3 separate regions of the Sus scrofa genome follow, and all the other regions are linked to region 1. The links are chromatin contacts, called in public Hi-C and promoter capture Hi-C maps. All regions are on one chromosome and are shown on one strand. The core of a region is the stretch at or near the end of the contact, and the rest is flanking DNA. Distances in the headings are between cores, read along the strand shown. Region 1 holds the start of GRK4 (G protein-coupled receptor kinase 4). Region 2 holds the start of TNIP2 (TNFAIP3-interacting protein 2). Region 3 holds the start of SH3BP2 (SH3 domain-binding protein 2).

Evidence for each region. Promoter capture Hi-C pulls out the DNA fragments that hold promoters and counts their contacts. Hi-C and Micro-C count contacts between places; a contact is called where the count stands out from the background.
Region 2: a promoter capture Hi-C map of liver shows a contact between it and region 1, with 4 times the contacts expected there. The contact joins the promoter of TNIP2 here to the promoter of GRK4 in region 1. A contact is called at or near these places in 4 of 5 promoter capture datasets (fetal liver, fetal skeletal muscle, liver and 1 more) and 5 of 47 Hi-C or Micro-C datasets (embryonic fibroblasts, liver, mesenteric adipose tissue and 2 more).
Region 3: a Hi-C map of heart right ventricle shows a contact between it and region 1, with 2.3 times the contacts expected there. The contact joins the promoter of SH3BP2 here to the promoter of GRK4 in region 1. A contact is called at or near these places in 1 of 5 promoter capture datasets (fetal liver), 9 of 47 Hi-C or Micro-C datasets (alveolar macrophages, brain, fetal liver and 5 more) and 1 of 2 datasets of contacts at active chromatin or transcription factors (alveolar macrophages).

What each region holds. Positions count from the first base shown.
Region 1 is chr8:1,735,619-1,740,540 of Sscrofa11.1, forward strand. It overlaps GRK4 (G protein-coupled receptor kinase 4), which reads left to right and starts at 2,342. Exons shown (of 12, transcript XM_021100943.1): 1 at 2,342-2,965. The coding sequence starts at 2,914. NOP14 (nucleolar protein 14) reads right to left here and starts at 2,353. Exons shown (of 18, transcript XM_005666511.3): 1 at 2,015-2,353. The coding sequence starts at 2,209.
Region 2 is chr8:1,551,753-1,556,674 of Sscrofa11.1, forward strand. TNIP2 (TNFAIP3-interacting protein 2) reads right to left here and starts at 2,925. Exons shown (of 6, transcript XM_003128825.4): 1 at 2,540-2,925. The coding sequence starts at 2,818.
Region 3 is chr8:1,580,565-1,585,486 of Sscrofa11.1, forward strand. SH3BP2 (SH3 domain-binding protein 2) reads left to right here and starts at 2,605. Exons shown (of 11, transcript XR_002346534.1): 1 at 2,605-2,738.

The sequences.
Region 1 (4,922 bases), core at 1,092-3,591:
TTGGCTGGAAAGCCTGATCTCAATTAACGAGGGGAAAGTGGGTCCCTGCCACTCAACGAGGCAAAGGGGACTAGGCCTGGGACCCAGGGAACTCTCATGCTGTGTTCCTACTTCCTTGTACTTCCATGCCTAACACCAAAGGCTACAATGAAACAAACAAACAAAAAAGAAACGATGGAGCACTCAGTGGTCACTCCACCCTGTGAAGAAACCAGAGGCCTGAGACTATAGCTGAGAGAAGGGCAAACACAGAACACGGAGCAGAGCAGCAAGCCGTTTATGGCAACTATGACGTCGCTATCCCTTGCAAAGAATGTAGTGGCGCTGCCTTTCTCTTTGCTACATATGTGCAATTACTTCTACGCACAGTCTCTGCTACTCGCAGATTCCACACTGTCATGTTTGTCTACTGCTGAGTTCGTCTGTAACCCTAACCAACCCTTGCACCTTCTGGGTCATTCACAGACAAGCACATGACATCCAGGAGCTGTAGTCAAGCACGAGGACAGCCCCATCGCTTCCCAGCAAGGACTCTGGGGAACACCTATAGTACCTGTAAAGGGAGATACAGGTAGTTCCCACCTCAGGCAGCTAAGCAGAAACGAGGGCAATGAGGCTTCAGTAATGAAGACAGACGAGTCCACTGTGGAGTCCATGCTATTGCCACCCCCACGCCTGCCTTGGGGCGTGTGACAGGGGACACACTCGAGTCAGCTCTAAGCTTGTCTCGTCTACCTCTATTGCCCGCTCCTTGCAAAAGATGACACCTGATTTAATTCAAAGATCATCTGGACCCCAAGCCGTGTGAGAATACAGACTCTGAGCCCCTGAAGCTGGGGCCGACGGCTTCTTTACCTTTTCCCCTCCACCTGCTAGAACAGAGCTGAAACACAAGTGCCCAGTGGCGCATAAAGGCTTCAGAGAGGTTTAAACCCAGTGCAAGCCCCAGCCCTTACCAGTCGTGCCACCCTAGGAAAGCTACTTGTCCTCTGTGCTTCTGCCTACTAATTCATTAGCCTACTGATACCTCTTCCTCAGAGTAATAATAAACATTGTTTTGCTTTTTAGGGCGGCACCTGTGGCAGATGGAAGTTCCCAGGCCAGGGGTTGAATCAGAGATGCAGCTGCCAGCCCACACCGCAGTCACAGCAATGCTAGAGACAAGCCTTATCTGTGACCTACACCACAGCCTGTGGCAATGCCAAATGGTTAAGCCACTGAGCAAAGCCAGGGATCCTCCTGGATACTAGTCCAGTTCACAACCTGCGGAGCCACAGCGGAACTCCCAATGTTGTTCCGCCAACCAAGGAGCGTGTCTCAGAAGCTGCATGGAGAATGCCACCTGAACTGAACCCTAAAGCACAGAATGCTCTGAGACCACAGCACAGAAAACGTGAAAGCACTCAGCATCCAGGAGGGTAGCATTTCAGCTACCCTGCAAGGGACAGGGTTGTGTGCTGCAAAGGAGAGATGCACTCTTCCTCAAACATCCAGGAGCACCCCTATGCAGCCCCCATTCTGTGCAGAAAAGGCCCAGGATCCCTAACCCAGCAGCGTTCAGAGTCTCCAGGAGAACAGGCTGAAAGAGATCCGCACAGGGGACACGGCAGCAGAGAAGTGACTAACTGCCCGAGGCGCCTGCAAAGGAGCCACAAGGAAACACACGTGTGCTGGGTCTCCAAGGAGGGACAATAAATTTCCAAGGACTGTCATTCCAGCCCACCCAAAGCCAGAGGCATGACACGGGGCATACACGACACACGACGTCCAACTGTGCCAAGCGCTGGTCCGAGGACTCTAAGTGACAACTGCCCTCCCTCACCGCAGCCCCGGGACGCGGGTCCTCCCATCATCTCAATTTACAGACGAGGAAACAGGCGCAGAAAGGTTCCCACGCCTCCGGGCCACCGCGCGGCACACACCCCGCGGTAGGGCTCGCGAGTCTGCGCCGTGCCGCGGAGGTTCAAGGGTAGGGCCGCGGGCCCGGGGGGCGCGCTCCCACCCCCCCGTTTACCTTCTGGAGCGCTCGCGCGCGGGACACCCCGGGCATCCCCACATCGTGGCGCGTTTTCCTGCCCAGGACCTGGAACTTCTGCCGGTTGACTTTCACCTCGAATGGGTTGGGGTTGGGTCTCGCTCGGCCGCTCCGCGCGCCCGCCGGGGCCCCGAGGGCCTTCCCGCGCGCCCCGGCGGACCTGGCCTTCCCCATCGCGACACTCGCCGGACTTCAGAACCACTCAGAAGACACGTGCACCTCCGCAGCCCGGGGCGGCCCTCCGGTTCTCGCGAGAACTGAGCCCGTGCGAAGGGGAACGCCGGGAGAAACTCCGTCTCGCCCAGGCCCCGCCTACTCGCCCGCGGCGGAGCGACTACAATTCCCAGCAGCCTTCGCCGCGCGCGGCCTCCTGGGAGCGGTCGCGGCCCTCGCGGCGCCGGCCCGCCTCCGCACGCCAGCGGGAGAGCGCTCGGGCTCCCTCTCCCGGGGAGCCGTTGGCGGGAGTCGGCGCTGTGCCAGGAGGCGGCGGCGGCGGCGGCGCCCCTGCCGGAGAGCCCCTCCCGGGCCATGGGGCCGCCAGCCTGGGCCACCGCGCGGCGGCAGTGACCGCGGGAACCCGCGGCGGCCGGGCTGTCAGAGCCCCCCGGCCCGCCCACGCCCCGGACCCCGAGGGTCGGGCGGGAGGCCGGCGCCGGGAACGTCCGAAGCAGCGGCGGCGCGGCTGGTGGCCGTGGCAGCGGCGGCGGCGGCAGAAGCGGGCGGTGGAGGGGCTGCAGCCCAGTGTGGCACCCGGCCCGGCGCCCGGCGAACCATGCGCGGAGGACGCGCCGCCGCCGCCCCCTCGAGTCCGCAAACCCCGGTCGCGGCGGCTGCAGAGGCGGCGGAGGCGGCGGCGGCGGCGGCGGCGGCGGTCGTCCATGGAGCTCGAGAACATCTTGGCCAACTCGCTGCTACTGAAAGCGCGCCAAGGTGGGTGCACAGCGGCGCCCCAACCAGCCCTGGAACCCCGATCCCCGGGGGACCCTGCTGCGGGACCCAGATCTTCCGCAGAATCCCGAGCCGGTCCGCGCAGCCTCGCTCTCGGGCGCGGTCGGCTGGCGAGGGGTCAGTTTGGGCCCCCCTAAGGCTTAAGCTGCTTGGTCCCCTTTCAGCACCGCCTGACCCAAGTGAAGGTAGCCCGCGCTCTGCTCTGGTCCGTCTGAAGTCGCAGGGTCGCAGCGTTGCTTCAGCACCAGGCGACCCGTGTCCTACTGACCTGAGAGGGAGGAAGCCAGGCCAGCGAGTGAAGCCAGCAGAAGAGAACCATGTCTTGGTGGGATCTAAAGGACAAGAGGAGAATCCTGTAATCTACCCTGGCGAGGCCCTTCCAAGGGTGTTTAGCCTGTTAATTTTGACATAGCTTCTTGGCCTTTAGGTGTGAGAAGGTGTCTCAGACTTGACGGTGACAAGAGTGGATTTTAGCCCCACTAACGTGTTGAGTGAACAAGTCAGTAAGACTTAAGTGTGAAAACAGCAGTTGGCTCCGCCCTGCTCGAGACTCCAGGAGTAGAATCTCTGTCGAGGACCAGGTGTCTTCTCTCCTGCCTCTGGAGAGATGGGAGAGCAGGCAGCAGCGTCTGCCCGTGGTTCTTCCGTCCCTTCCCTCTTGCGCAGTCAGAGTCAGAGAACAGAAAGTACCTGCAGAAGGCTGCATAGTTAAGACAATTTGAAGGAGCGTTTTCTGCTCCATCTCCCAGGGCTTCCGTCCTGGGTGCAGAGTGCAAAGAGGTGCTCCAGGGGACTTGGGGATGCTGTTGAAAAGCGTCAGTAAGTTCATCTTGTGATTGGGGTAGTGAATACTGTGCTGTGTGAGAAATGAACCTGGCACACAGATGTTTCAGACTTGGGTTGTTTTTTTTTAAGTACCCCCCCTTTCCCATTTTGTCCTAAGTGCCTTTCTCTCAACACCCTGGAGATTCCGAATCAGAAATTCTTTTTTCTTTTCTTTTTTTTTTTTTTTGTCTTTTTAGGGCTGCACTGGCGGCATATGGAGGTTCCCAGGCTAGGGGTCCAATTGGAGCTGTAGCCACCAGTCTACAACAGAGCCACAGCATCGTGGGATCTGAGCCTCGTCTGTGATCTACACCACAGCTCATGGCAATCCTTCATCTACTGAGTCAAACCCGTGTCCTCATGGATGCTAGTTGGGTTCACTAACCGCAGCGCCATAACAGGAACTCAGGTTTTTTGTTTGTTTGTTTGTTTTGCTTTTTAGAGCCGCACCCGCTGCATTTGGAGATTCCCAGGATAGGGATCGAATTGAAGCTGTAGCTGCCAGCCTATGCCATAGCCACAGCAATGTGAAGCAGAAATTCTTGAAGTAACAGGGAGTGATAGAATTAGCTACTAAGTTTGGGGTTTAAATGGAAGGACTTTGAGTTAAGAAGTAGTGAGCTTTTATTATTATTATTATTATTTTTTATTTTTTATTATTTTCACACTGTACAGCAAGGGGGTCAGGTCATCCTTAGATGTATACATTGCAGTTACAGTTTTTTCCCCCATATTATTTATTTTTAATTTTTTTTTTTTCCAGACAGCAATCCAAGAGCGCAACAGCAGTGACCCAAGCCGCTACAGTGATAAAGCCAGATCTTTAACTCACTGTGCCACCAGGGAACTCTAGAAGTAGTGAACTTGAATTTTGTAGCGTGCTTTTTATATTGAGAGTTGTAGGAGTTCCTGCTGTGGCTCAGCAGTTAACAAAACTGACTAGGATCCGTGAGGATGCGAGTTCGATCCCTGGCCTCGCTTAGCGGGTTAGGGATCCAGCGTTGCTGTAAACTGAGACTTTATGGTGTGAAGAGAGGGTTTTAGCCCAACTTATGGTTTGATTGAACAAGTTAGCAAGACTTCAGTGTAAAAGCAGAAGTTGGCTCAGGCCTGC
Region 2 (4,922 bases), core at 1,675-4,174, 180 kb before region 1:
AAAAATAGGTATGTTTCTTTTTCAATGTAAAATTTGACTGCAGGGCCAAACCTGGAAGTGAAAATTATCTTTTGCAGACTATTCCCTTTGCAGGCCTAGCTTCTGTACTGGGAAAACCTGGATAATAGCTCTGGGCTAAATGGGATAACAGACCAGAGTTCACCAAAAATGTCTGGGGCACTTCCAAATAGCTGTTACAGCAAAATACTGTTACTCTTGCTCCTGACCTGAGTGTTTGTGGTATTTCAATATCATATAACATAATATCAGTAACAAGGATAAGAAGGAGAGAAAGTAAGGACCTAAGTCTATCATCAGACACTGGCAGGCCCCCACTCTGTCATCACTCCCAGCAGAAGAGATGTGTTACTATTGAAAAATACATTCATGACCAGGGCTAAAAGACACCCCAGAACACAACTAGGGTTCACAGGCCCTGAACCCAGTGCCCAGGCCCAATGTCTATACACACAAAGGAGAACTCAACATGAACACACACACAGAAACTTCCTTGTGCACAAATACAAATAACATGCACAGTCATCCCTAAGGCCCAACACAGACACACACCTCTCACACCCAGCATGGATACACACACACCCCCCTGAGAGCCCAATATGGGCACTCACACTCTTCAAAACCCAGCACAGCAACAGACCCCTGAGAACTAAACACGCATATACATCCTTCACAATCCAAATGAGCACAAACTCAAAACCCAACACAGGTGAACACACCCCTCAGAACCCAACATAAGGGCATACACATCTCATATACCACAGAAGCACACACAACCCACAACCCAACATGGACACACACCCTTCAAACCCAACACAGGCACACATTCCCCTCACACCCAACATGGGAGCAGACCCCCCTGAATTCAACTGGTACACAACTGCAAGATTCAACACTGGCATACACACAATCCTCAAAACCACGGATAGACAACCTTCAGAACCAACACACATACACATCTCTCAGAGCCCAAATGGGCACACATATTACTCAGAACTCAAAACAGGCACGCACGCACGCACGCACACACACACCACTCAGAACACAAAACGGAGGCATATATCCTTCAGAAACCAGCATACACTCCCCTCAGACCCATATGGAAATACACACTCCAAACCCAACACATGCAGATGTACTTCAGAACCAACACAAACACACCCCTCACACCTAACACAGACACACTACTCAGACTCATAACCCTCAGACCAACATGGGCACACACACTCCTGAAAACCAACAAGGACTCCTAAGAACCAACATGGGCACTTTCCTCAACCCATCAAGGATGCACAAATCTCAGATCCAACATGAGGACACACACCTCAGATCCAACATAGGCACGCACATGCCTCAGAACCAATATGGACAAACACCTTTTACACCCAAAATGGGCACACATCACTCACAACTCAACTATGCCAACAAGGACACACATCCCTCAGAGCCACCATGAACACACAACTATCAGAATCCAATACAGGCACAAACCCCTCAAACACAGACCCATCACCTACAGACCCTAGCGAAACACACACATATTCCTCAGACACCAACACGCACATACACACCTCAAAAGCAACATGAAAACATACCCCTTAGAACCAAAAGGAGCACACATAACCCTCAGACACAATATAAGCACACAACCTTCAAAACCAAAATGAGCACATAACCCTCAGAAGCAACACATTCACACAGATCCCTCAACACAACTTCGGAACCCACGAGGGGAGCAGACAGCCCCGAGACTCTACACAGGGGCACACACACACCTCAGACCCCACAGGAATAAATACAGCCAGCATCAACACAGACACACAACCCTCAGACACAAAAAGGGCCCACGCCCTAAGACCCACTACGGGAGCACACCCCTCAGAACCTAAGACAGGCTCACAATGCCAGAACCAAGACGTACACGCACCTCAGACCCAACGCGGTAACACCGCAGACGCTGACATGAACACACATCCCTGAGAACCACCTCGACACACACGCCTCAGACCCAACATGGAGCACGCCCCTCAGCACCGACAGGGACACGCGCGCCCCTCAGCACCGACAGGGACACGCGCCCCCTCAGCACCGACAGGGACACGCGCGCCCCCTCAGCACCGACAGGGACACGCGCGCCCCCTCAGCACCGACAGGGACACGCGCGCCCCTCAGCACCGACAGGGACACGCGCGCCCCCTCAGCACCGACAGGGACACGCGCGCCCCCTCAGCACCGACAGGGACACGCGCGCCCCTCAGCAGCTACACTTACACCCTCCAGACCCAACACGGCGACAGCCCGCAGACGCTCACACGCACCCCGCAGCCTGACCGCCGGCACACAGGGCGCCCAGACCCCGGCTAGCAGCCCACACCCGAGAGCCCAGCGACCCCTCCGGGCCCCCAGCGCGCACGCCCCTCAGGGGCCACCCGCCGACGCCCGCCCGCGGCGCAGCGCCGACCCGGCCTGCCCACCCGAGCTCCGCCAGCCGCACGCGGCCCCCGCCCACTCGGCTCCGCACCTGGCGCAGCGCGGCCTCCGCGGCGCCGCCGTCCTGCTGCCGGAGCTGCTCTCGGAAGCGCGCCACCTGCTCCAGCAGCGCGTCCACGAGCGACGGCGCCGCGTCCCCCTCAAGCGCCGCCAGACGGGCGCGCAGGCGCGCGATGAGGGCGTCCCGAGCGGCCAGCTGGTCCTGCAGGCGCCTCAGCCGCTGCCCGGCCTCGTGGTACAGGCCGCAGAGCGCGGCAGCCGCGCGAGGGGCCCCCTCCGGCCCGCCCGACCCCGCGCCCCCGGACGACATGGCTACGGGCCTGTCCGGGAAGACGCGCGCCCGCCGGCAACTTCCGCGCCGGGTCTGGGCGGGCGGCCCCCCTTCCCGGAACTTTTCCCGGCGCGCCCCGCCCCCCCGCGGAACCCCCGGGCCCCGCCCCGCGCCGCGCGTCCAGGCCCCGCCCCCGCCCAGCGCTGGGCCCCGCCCCCGCCCCCGCCCCCGCCCAGCGCTGGGCCCCGCCCCCGCCCAGCGCTGGGCCCCGCCCGTCCCCATTCCGCCTCCGTCCACCCGGGGGTGCCTCGCCTGTCCCAGCCGCCCAGTCGCCCCGCGTGGGGGCAGTTTTTGGAGAGTACGCTCGGTTGAGGAGAGGGGTTGAGCGGTCTCTGATGTAGCTACTGATGGAAGGGACAGGAGCCAGGAATTCCTGTGTGGCTCGACGGGTTGGATCCCATGTCGTCACTGCAGTGGTTCAGGTCGCTGCTGGGGCCCTGGTTCAAAGACGACCCCAAGGATTAACCCTGAAGTTGGGTCCAAATCCCCGGGCTGCAGGCGGGTTGGCCACGTCGGGCAATAGGAAAAGGGCGACTTTCAGGAGTTGAGCCCAGCGAGGTGCCCTACCCACCAGGGCACAGGGCAGTGCCCAGAGCAGGACTCTAGACCCTGCATCCGCCCTCTTTCCTGCCCTATTTCTCCATTCTTTTCCTTCCCCCCAACTGCCCAGACCAATCCTGAAGATTTTTCCGTGACTCTGCAGCTGTTTTTTTTCAAAGTCTGAGTTTGCTCCACCATGATGCCCAACCACACCTGTGGTCTTTCAAAGCGCCCCCCTGCCCTCCCACACTGAATCCTCTGCAGGTCCCTGCCCTACTGCTTGCACTCCCCTCCTCGCCCTGCCCCCTGAGAGCAGCATGGTGTGTTTTTTGTAATCCCTGCCCAAGCTTGGGCTGAGCCCAGGGAAAGCACTCACCAGCCTGCAGAATCAGACAGACAGACAGATGGAGAGATGGACAAACGTCCTCCATTGCAGAGAGACATCGCGTCCAGTGGCTCCTTCCAACCCACAGGCGTGTTGTGTGACTAGAGGATGGAATTTGCAGCACCTGCCCCTGCAAGCCCGCCGTCCACGTGGCTGAGGTCAGGAAAGACACGTTCTTGTCGACTCAAGGAGTGATGGAGAAAACCAGCTGGCGCTGGCATCAGAGCCGGGCGGGTCTCCACTGCTCTAAGTGTAACCTTCCACAGGCCGCTCAGCTGTCTGGTTCTCACCTGTAGAAGAGGCTCCCAGTGTCTCATGTAACATTCTGGGGGTCACAGGTACTTTGAAATTGAGAACCTTTGGATTTGAGATAGGTTGTGTATCATCGGGGTGGCCAGCATCCAAAAAGAATCCCACTCGCGGTGTTCACTCTTGTGATTTCACCTCTGACACTCTGAATAGGGCTGCCCTGTGCAAGCAGGAAGATGCTGCAGAAGTCATGGTGTTTCTCCAGCTAGGTCACTAGAGGCCGTGTAGCTACTACCTTGGCCTCTCTTAGATCACTCGCTCCGAGGAAGCCCCCCGCCACGTCATGAAGACACTCAGGTAGCCCTGTGAAGAGGCCCATGTGATGAAGACATGCAGCTTCGTGCCAACAGCCAGCATCGACTCACCCACAAGAGTAAATGGCCCACCTTGGGAGGATATCCTCCATCCTACCAACACCTTGCCTGGGCCTCATGGGAGTCCCTGAGCCAGAGCCACCCAAATTCCTGACATGTAGAAGTTGTCCGGGAGTTCCTGTTGTAGGGCAGCGGAAACAAACCTGACTAGTATCCATGAGGACACGGGTTCAATCCCTGGTCTCGCTCCGTGGTTAAGGATCCAGCGTTGCCGTGAGCTGTGGTGTAGGTCATAGACGAGGCTCAGATCCCGAGTTGCTGTGGCTGCGGTGTAGACTGGCAGCTGCAACTCCAATTCGACCCCTAACCTGGGAACTTCCATATACTGCAGGTGTGGCCTTAAAAAGACAAAAAAAAAAAAAAAAAGGAGTTCCCGTCATGGCTCAGTGGTGAACAAATGCAACTAGGAACCATGAGGTTACGGGTTCAATTCCCGGCCTTGCTCAGTGGGTTAAGGATCCGGCGTTGCTGTGGC
Region 3 (4,922 bases), core at 1,355-3,854, 150 kb before region 1:
GACAATTCTCTGGGCCACCTTGTCTGTCCAAACTGTCTGCAGTGACCCTGACGGTGAGGCCTCTCCTGGCTTCTGTCACCTCGAGTTTGGCATCTAAAGCCAGCCCCTGCCCGCCCTGCCCTTCCACGAGCCACAGGATGCGGATTTCCCCGCATCGGCTCAGGGTGCCCAGGGTCCCAGTGCGGGGGCTGCTGAGCCAGGCCTCGGGGAGCACGCGTGTCCAGCCTGGAGGTAATGAGCCTGTCAGGGGCTCCAGCCGGTGGAGCCAGCACTGAGCTCCTCCACGTGGAGTCCTGTTTCAGGAGTAGGGTGACCAGGGGGTGCCGATGGTGGCTGAGTCTGCTCACCTCCATGATGGCCTCTTGGGGCCGGGAGAGGGAGATTTCAGGACCTCTGGGGTCCAAGTTGAGCCCTGAGAGGGGGCTGTGCTGTGGGTGGGTGCAGTTACAGGGCAAGGGGTGGCCCTGGGCCCGGCAGGGTGAGCATCTTAGGGCTGAAGGGCTGGGGTGCTGGGCACTCTGCTTGTTCCCATCCTCCATCAAATTCTCCTGCCACCCTAGCAGATGGCCCCCCTAGTTTCATAGTTGAGGAAACTGGGGCCCTGTTGTCTGAATACTCTCCCATAGCCTCGCCTGCCTCTGGGTGCCCCTCTCTGGTTTGGCTCTCTCTCGACTGTGGTCCCGCCTTGGTCCCGGTCTCCTTCCAGGGGGCGCAGGCATCTCCCCCAGGCCTGCGCTCATGGCCTGGTCCCCTGGCTCTGGCCTTTCCCACTTGCCCCCACGCTCAATGTCTCTGACTCCATGTGTGCTGCTGCGCCCAGGCCTCCTCTTTCTGGGGCCTGGGACCCACACCTGGGCAGCTCTGGACAGGTGGACATGGCCCATGTTCAGCTACAACTCTGGGCACCCCCACAGCCTGGGACTCTCGGACTCAGCCTAACCCAGTTCTAGCCCCTGGCTGCTCCCCATCCTGCCTGTTCAGAGCGGCTGGTCCAGCGCCTGCTGTGGCTGCCCTGCTGGACTTCCGCCCTTCATGCCCAGTGCCACACAGAGGGGCAGACCTTGGCCTCCCACCTGGACAATCCAGCCTCGGTGCGCTGGCCTTCTGCCCTCCCCATAGCCTCTTCAGCCGCCAGCCAGATCCTATCCTTCCCCTGTTTACTGCTTCCTGGGCTCTGGGACCAAGGATCCCAGCCCCCTCCTCAGGCCTTTCTCTGGAAGCTCCAGTCCCCTACAAACGTGCCCGCCGTACTGCTTCTCCCTGGGACACCTCCTCCCTATCTCCACCACTCACACCGCCCTTTAGGACGCCCCTCCAGGAAGCCAGTTCCTCCCAGGAAGCCCTTTCTGCAAGATCTGACAAGCTCCCTTTCCCCCAGGGCCCTGCCCCTTAAACAGAGTGATCTGCGTCTAAAGCTGGACTCATGTTCCCCATCCCCCCACAACTTCTGGGAAGGACCTTGGTTGGGAGCCTCCCAGGAGGCAAAATTAATTTATTTACTTGTTTATTTTTGGTCTTTTTAGGGCCACACCTGGGGCATATGGCAATTCCTAAACTAGGGGTCTAACTGGAGCTACAGCTGCAGGCCTACATCACAGCGACAGCAACGCCAGACTTGAGCTGTATCTTCGATCTACGCTACAGCTCAATGCAATGCCAGATCCTTAACCCACTGAGCGAGGCCAGGGAACAAACCTGCAACCTCATGGTTCCTAGTCGGATTAGTTTCCCCTGCACCACAAAGGGAACTCCCAGAGGCAAAATTTAAAGTACCCTGTTTTCTGGGCCTCCCAGTGTTGGAATCAGACCCCTGGGCCAAGAGAGTCCAGACCTGGTACAAGGACTGTGTCCTGGCTTCAAAGTGGCGGAAAAATGCCCTAGAGACTCTTCTGAAATAAGGGCCAGGTTCCGAAGTTTGGGTTCCCAGCAAGACTTCTTCCTGGGGCAGGGGAGGGGTCATCCCATGCCCCTGTCCCTCCCTTCCAGACCTGAGACCAAGGAGGCAGGGATGGGGTCCGCGAGGGACATGGCCTCCTCCTACAGGATCAGGATCAGCGGGTTGGAGGACGACACCCCCTCCGGTGGGGCCACCGGCTGTCATTGAGCAGGACACGCACTTGCATTTACTGAACCCTAGAGGGTGCCTGTGCAGGGATGGTGGGTCCACACGTGCAGCCAACTCCTGCCTTCTCCTCCTGGGGAGCAGGAGTGTGGAAAGGTGGGAGACCCCCAGACTCTGAGGTCCTGATCCCCACCCTGCGCCCAAACCTCGAACCCCGAGGACTGCGGGCTGCATCGCGTCCTTCAGATCGCAAAAGGAGTCGGCGAGGTGGGCCCCGGGGGCCAGAGGACTCGGGCCGGGTGCGTGGGGGTGGGGGAGGGGAGGAGACTAAAGGGGCAGGGTCGTTTCGAAGGGGCGGGGCCCGGAGCCGGGCAACGCGGCGCCGGGCGGGAGTGGGCGGGACCAGGTCGAAGGGGCGGGCCGGGAGGGTGGGGGCGAGGCGCGGAGGCGGGGGTGGGCGGGGCCCGACGCGCTGGGGGACTGAGGGAGCCGGGCCGGGGGGGCGGGGCGGGGCAGGAGCCTGTGGGGGGCGGGGCCAGCCAGGAGGGGCGGGCCCAGCTCCGGGAGGGATCCAGCTCCTGGCTACCTCCCGGCGGGCGCGAACGCCGGGCCGCCGAGGCGGGATCCGCTGCCGGACGCAGGGCCCTGACGCGGGCTGGGAGCAGAGCCTCGGCAGGTAAGGCTGGGCGGCGGGCATGGACGGGAGGGGCGCGATCGCGTCCGGAATCCCAGGGGCCAGGGTCCTCGCTGTAGGACGCGCGGGGCGGTCAGTTCTAGCGCCCGCCCAGACTCGGAGCACCACTGCCTGAAATGAGCGGGTTCGAGGTGTGCCTGGGGTGCACCCTGGAGGCCTAGGGGCGGGGGGCGGTGGCGTTGTATCTGTTCCGCACCCCCACCCCGTCCCTCTAGCCCCCACTTCCCTAGCCCCCTGGGGCTGGCCGACGGCCGCAGGCCCCATTACACGTACGCGACCGGCCTCTGAAGGCCCAGGCCCGGAATTTGCCTCCACCTCCTCCCGGTAATGCAAACTTTCCTTCCCTCAGCCTGTGTGCCGCGGAGGGTGGAGAAAAGCCGCCTGTTGGAGAATTCACACCGAAGTGTGAGTGACTGATAGCCCCATGGCCTAGGGGTGTCTGCGACTCTTATTCTGGGGAACAGTGAGTGTCTGGGGGTTGGGGACAGCCTTCCTTCCACATGTACCCGGCCCTCCCAGCAGCCCAGCTCTTTCCCTGCTGCTCCTGGCCTCTGCTTCCCCTGGTGAAGTGTTGATAGTCGCTGTGGCTGGGGTTCTGAGCTGGCCTGTTGGAGCAGCGTTCAGCCAGAGCCCGCTCCCTTTGCCACCCTGCGGGACCCTGACTGCCTCACATCTTCCCTGAGTGCCTCACTTTGCCCGTATGTCAGCTTTGGTGACTTCTATACTTGCTGGTCAGGTGGCCATGCTGAGTAAAGTGCCCCTTATAAATGCCCTTGGCCTGGGTTGGGGGGTCTGTGTGGGACCTCTGGGATTGCATGTTATCTGACGATGACACGTGAAACGAGGCTCCAGCACCGAAGGGGCTCAGGAAATGTTGCTTTGCCATAATGATGAGAAAATGTGAGAATATTTTGAGCACAGTCTGATGACCAGGGGGCACGGCAAGTCCTGGAGTAGGGGTAGGTTTCCAGGTTTAAGTCTAGCCCAGCACTGATGCAGTGTGGCCCTGGGGCAGCCCCCTGGCCCCGGCTCTGTGGGACCAGAGGAGGGGACTGGGCTCTGTTACCCGCTGGCCCTCCTCCACTGTGACTTGTACCCAGGACACCCCTGCAGAGGGCCCTCCAGGAGCCAGGGCTCCACTCTGGGTGGGCCAGGGGGCCAGGATGGAGGCGCCAAGGGGTAGGGACCCCGTCAAATTCCACTTCCTTGCACCCCGACTCTGCCACTTGGCTGTGTGTGGGGCACACCCTAGCCAGGGGGACAGGCAGAACAGATGGGTAGATGGCCGAGTCTAGTCCCCTTTGGCTGTTTGGAGAGAGGGGTGCTGATACAGCCTAGCCTTTTTGGGGGGCGTCCCCCAGGCCTACAGGCTCAGGGAGGAACCCGACGAGGAGGCCAGCCTGGGAAAAGTAGGAGGATGGGTGACTCCAGGCTGCCCTTGGCCCTTCTTGTTCACGTGGACAGAGGAAAGTGAGGTGCTGAGTCAGCCCCCATCGCCCCCCCAACATGGATGCACACAAGCTTGCAGGCCTCCATGTGGGAAGGCTGAAGGGGTGCAGAGAGACAGTGGCCCAGCCTTTGTCACAGAGGGGCTGGGTTCTGACTTTGAATCTGGCAGCCACCATTTACCAGCCGGGTGATCTTAGATGGCTGTGACTGTCCAGGGGCTGGTGGTGGCACATGGTTAGTGTTCAGTGACAGTGAGCTGCTGCTGGGGGTGATTTTCCTGGCCCCGAGGGCTTGAGGACAGGGATGGTTGGGCCTCCTGGGCTTGGGAGTGGGGGTGGGGCTGGGCCTGGAGAGGCCTGGGGCAAAGGTAGGCTCCCAGGTCCCTGCCTGCTTGGGTCTCACGGCAAAGGCCCAAGCCTCTCAGGAGTGGCCAGGCCCAGGGAGGTACCTGGGTCCTCCTGGCTTCTGTCCTTGACGCCCTATTATGGGACACCTGCCCTCTTCTCACTGGCTGGCTAGAAGGTGGCCTCAGGAGTTCCTGTTGTGGCTGAGCGGGTAATGAATCTGACTCGTGTCCGTGAAGATGCCAGTTTGATTCCTGGCTTCGTTCAGTGGGTTGGGGATCCCGTGTTGTCATGAGCTGCGGTGTAGGTCACAGACGCAGCTTGGGTCCCATGTTGCTGTGGCTGTGGCATAGGCTGGCAGCTGTAGGTCCGA